Regions from separate parts of the Lactuca sativa genome. Here region 2 is linked to region 1. The links are chromatin contacts, called in public Hi-C maps. All regions are on one chromosome and are shown on one strand. Each heading gives the region's core, a stretch centred on a gene start, on an enhancer-like site or on the middle of the called end of the contact. The rest is flanking DNA. Distances are from core to core; before and after follow the strand shown.

Evidence for each region. A called contact is a pair of places that touch in the nucleus more often than the background predicts.
Region 2: a Hi-C map of leaf shows a contact between it and region 1, with 9 times the contacts expected there. The contact joins the promoter of LOC111914266 here to the promoter of LOC111914267 in region 1. A contact is called at or near these places in 2 of 4 Hi-C or Micro-C datasets (both in leaf).

The regions. Positions count from the first base shown.
Region 1 is chr8:40,408,217-40,410,729 of Lsat_Salinas_v11, forward strand. It overlaps LOC111914267, which reads right to left and starts at 1,255. Exons shown (of 3, transcript XM_052766193.1): 1 at 588-1,255; 2 at 99-199. The coding sequence starts at 1,120.
Region 2 is chr8:40,636,554-40,639,066 of Lsat_Salinas_v11, forward strand. It overlaps LOC111914266 (putative HVA22-like protein g), which reads right to left and starts at 1,256. Exons shown (of 6, transcript XM_023910042.3): 1 at 1,031-1,256; 2 at 117-157; 3 at 1-20. The coding sequence starts at 148.

The DNA.
Region 1 (2,513 bases), core at 5-2,504:
GTTAGCTTTTCGCAAACATAACCTAAATCCTTTTTTTTTTTCTTTTTTTAATTATGTTAACTAAAATTTTATGATTAAAATGATTATAAAATATATACCGGCATGCTTAATAGCTTGATGATGCTCCAAGCTTTCCATTTTTGGGAAGACTTCTCCACATTCTGAACATACACAAATTGTACTTCTTGGAATTGCTTGTCTGCATGGTCAAAACAAATGTCAAAGTTATTTATACTGTATTAAAAGTATGACATTTTAAGTAAATAGGGTCAATAAGCTACTTCAATGTTAAACACCATCCATCATTTTAATTATCATTTTTTAAAAAAATAAGCACACAAACTTGTTTAGTTTCTGTATTTCTAGAACGAATGAGCTACGGATCTATAGAAAATATTTTACATTTTTCTTTTCTGATATGAGAAAACTAAAACATTAACCTATTCTGATTTGTCTTTTAGTGTTTATATTTTTCGGAGATATTTATTAATATATTGTATAATGAAATTATGAAAATAATAAATAACACATTAATGTCGTAGAAGAAACAAAAATGAAAAATGAAAGAAGAAAGAAGTGAGAGTGACCTTGCAGGATCAACAATGGCATGACATTCATAGCACCCAGAAAGCTTCCTCAATTGCATGCCTCTGGAAGATGACGTGTAACCACCTTGACCATTGGATCTAACTGAACCAGTTACAGACCTAGTAGAAGAAGAAGAAGAAGCACCATTACTAAGGTGTTTCTTCCTTCGGAGTAAGCCGGATTCCTGACCAACGCTGCTACTTTCCGGCGAGTTATCCGCCCTATGAACAACCCTCGTATTCCCATTAGCAACATCCTTGAAACTGCATATGGAGCCACAAGAACTCAACTTCGAGTACCCATTGGTGTTCCTTGATGCGTCTTGTTGGATCTTCTGATCCGACCCGGAAACATCCATCTGTTTGCATTTCAACAGATTCTTGATTTGGTCCCATGATGATGAAGATGATGATGATGATGGTGATGATGAGTGTTGGTGTTTGAGTTTAGGGTTTTGTGGGTGATGTTGTCTTCTACGCTTTGTGGGTTGTACCTTGTGGGTTTCAGAAGGTGTAGGCGTAAGAACCGCCATGAAAGGAGGAGGCGGGTACTAGAGTTGTTGCAGGAAAACGTTCATGGAAGAAAGAGAGATGCTTTTGAAAGGCGTTTTGCTTCTTTTAATGAGGAGTGGATCTGAGGTAAATTTGAGGAGGGAAAAAGGGTTGGTGAAATTTATTATTTTAGCCCTCTTTATTTTAGTATTTTATTTATTTTCCAAAATTACTTTTCCATTATTTTAGTTTCAATGTTTTAAGGGTTTATGGAAATAATTGTTTTTTGGAACGATTAGAAGTTATTATTAAACTAGTAAAGTGTTTGAAAAAAAAATACATCATCGAAAAAGAAATAGACAAAGACAACACTAAGTATTCTGATTTAGGCTAAACTATTTGCCATGATGACTAATCCAAACGTAAAGATTAGCTAAAACTCATCTACAATTAGTAGTCATGAAACTCCGACCTATGAACATATTGTCATTTATAGCCTTCCAAACTAACCAAATTATGAAATAATATTAATCTTCTACGTTTAAGAAAATAGTTCCATAGGCGCCAAAGTATCAAATATTATATCGTCAACATGATGATTAAGAAATGAAGAAGGAACGCATCAATCGGAAATTGAAACTCGGACTAAGGAAGGAGCTACCAAAAAGGGAGAAATGACATCAAATGGGAAATTAAATCTTACATATCGCTATATGGAAGTAAGGGTACACCCCCTTCGAAGGTTGTCTATCACAAAAGTTCTAACGGAAAGAAATAAATGATTTTTGTATTTAAGGGTTGAATCATGCTCAAAGTTCTCAAATCTCGGTTTCATTCCGGTAAGAGGAATTCGATGTTATGATTTGTTTGTTTTACATCTCAATTTTGATTAGATAATCCATGGTTAATAATAGTTTCTAGATTATCTTATTATCTAGATGAATTTGAATGTGTAATTTTGTTCTACAACAACATTTTTTTTTAATATTTTGTTTAGGATTAAAATGTCTAATGACTTATCATATAAGTTCATGTTTTAACCACCATTCACAAACTTACTTACCAGTCCTTTCATATTATTATATTATGACACAACTAGACGTATAATTACGCATTGCGCAGTATAAAATTATATGGCTAAATGAATATATTTTGTCAATAATTTTGTTAATTCTCTTAACAGTATATTCATAAGCATTTGAAATGACTATGTCTTTGTATTTTTTTTCCTTAAGAAACTTTTATATATATATATATATATATATATATATATATATATATATATATATATATATATATATATATATATATATATATATATATATATATATATATAAAGAATTCTTTGGATAGATATATAGAAATTGACCACTACATCAAGAATTTGTTATTATACTTCTGTTGCACACGATATAAACAATATATATATATATA
Region 2 (2,513 bases), core at 6-2,505, 230 kb after region 1:
ATGCATAGCCAAACACCATTCTGTGTTTAATTGGAGTAGTTTTTGTCATTAGGGAAACTGAAAGTGAATTGAAATTTTGTGACAATTGAAGAATGAAAAAGTTTTGATTAACTTACACAAGTCCTCTAGTAAGAAAAGATCCAATCATCTTGTAAGCCTGTTAGAAACAATGAACACAATGTTCAAATAATTGCATTTACCATTTCCCACAAATCACATTATGTATGAAACTATGAATATGATAGAAGAAATATAAAGGAGAAACATGGAAATGGTGAATTAGAATCAGTCACCAACTATGAGAAGAGAACAGAAACATGTGCAAGTTTCTTCATATCTACTCTATTGTAATGTATTCATAATTAGAAATTCAAATACTGAAGCTTAAACTAGGAAAAAGGGCATATATCCTACTGAAAGTGACACACTGACAAAGCTCATGTATTTTGTTATCTAAGCATACAAATTGCTAATTTCTGTGAATGTTAACAAAAGCCACAAACACAGAAAAGTGAATTGGAAGCTTTCTTCATCTTACCTATATCAATCAAATGTAAAAACCACAAGCATAATTGTGAGAGACTGGAATCACTTTCTGTTCTATACACAATTTAGGAAAATATTTGGAAGACAAGAAGCAGATGCTCACCTCTATGAGAAGCAGCAAGCTTATATTAATAACAATAAAGATGCTCTGCAACCTAATTCAAGCAATCATAGATTCGTAGGTGCCACATTTAGGAGATGATAATATTCAAAATTGAACTTGAATTGCGAAACTACATCTCTAGGTAAAAGTATAAGCATCGAGAACTCTTAACAAAAACAACAGAAGAGTAACATTGTTTAAAAACCTAGAAATCCGAAATTGATATATCAAGTCGCGATAGAAATTATAGCGATCAACTGAAACTTTGACGACAAAGTATATCACGAATAGCACCATACAGTGAAACAATGATTAAGAACCTTCAAAAGACGTAATGTACGAACAAACGAATGAAAATTTACCGAGAGTTTTAGTTATTACCTTTAAGTAGATGCAACTGAGGAAGCAAAATAACAAAATGCAGTACTCTGGTAACTGATATCGGTCGAAGTGTTGCTACGGATCTCGAAACTATAGACGTACGAGAAGGACAAAAGAAAGCCCCGCCGCCGTTACGCGACGGCGAACGGTTGCGAGGTTTGATGAAGGAGAGATAAGAACAGTACACGATTTTTGCGTAGTTTGAAATTTATCCCATTTTTCTCCCTCTTTTGGCTCAGTTTTTAAGCAATATATTTTTTGAATATTCTATTTGAAATAATAATAAATGATCTGCTCAACCAATTAAATATTGTATAAATATATTTTTAATATCCATATTAAGTTTTATTTATATATATTTCTTATCTCAAAATTAATATAACAACTTTTTATCAAATATTCCAAAATAATCATTTTTATTTTAGATAATCAATAATAATTATCTAAATTACTATCATTTTGTTGATTCATATTATATTTGATAAAAGAACACTTTGAATATTTGTCTGATAGTAATACATTTCACTTGGACTCGTGATCGAATTGATACAGTAATTAGTATTTTTTTTAAACCATGTATCGTATCAATTATAATTTATATAAAAAAATTGTTATTATTATTGTACCAAATATAATCGATATCAACTTGTTTAGCTAACAATAACTTCGGTTGGTTTATGTTGATAATAGTATATACAAACAAATATATGATTTTATAAATGAAGATTTTTCATGTGTTCTTGAAAATTATGAAATGTGAATAAGGCTTTTATGAATGATAATAGTTTTGTAAATGGCCGCCACTAAAAACTTGATCGAAAATAATTTTATTAATTTCTACAATGAATTTAAATTTTAAAGTAATGAATGAAAACGATACATGTCAATCTGAGTTTAAAAATTAAAATTTCCAGTTTATCTAAAAAAATCATTATATTTTTTTGTATATATATACTTAAATATTCTAATAGAATTTTACATATAATATTCTAGTAGATTATTAAAATATTCTAATAATTCTAGTAGAATAGTAGAATATTATAACAAATCTATTTGAATATTTATAATGAAATATATAATATAATATTATAATATTCTAACAATCTAAAAAAATTCATATAATGTAAAGAAAATGGTAATTTTTTTTAGTTTTCTTTAATAAGCAAGAGAATAAAATAATATTTAAATAAAAGTTTTCGAAAATTTTCATTTATCTTGCATTTTAGAATATATTTTTTAATCTCCAAAATGAGTATATAGAATTGTAACCCTATATCTCACAAAATGTCATTGTCTTGTTTAAACTCAACCATATATATATATATATATATATATATATATATATATATATATATATATATATATATACACTAGCTGTTACCCGCGCAATGTAGCGGGCGCCCATAGGGGTGGGTAGGGAGTTTGTATAGTTCTTTTTTATGGAAAATAATTTATTTTTAGTGAAGGAATCCGCAAATATCTT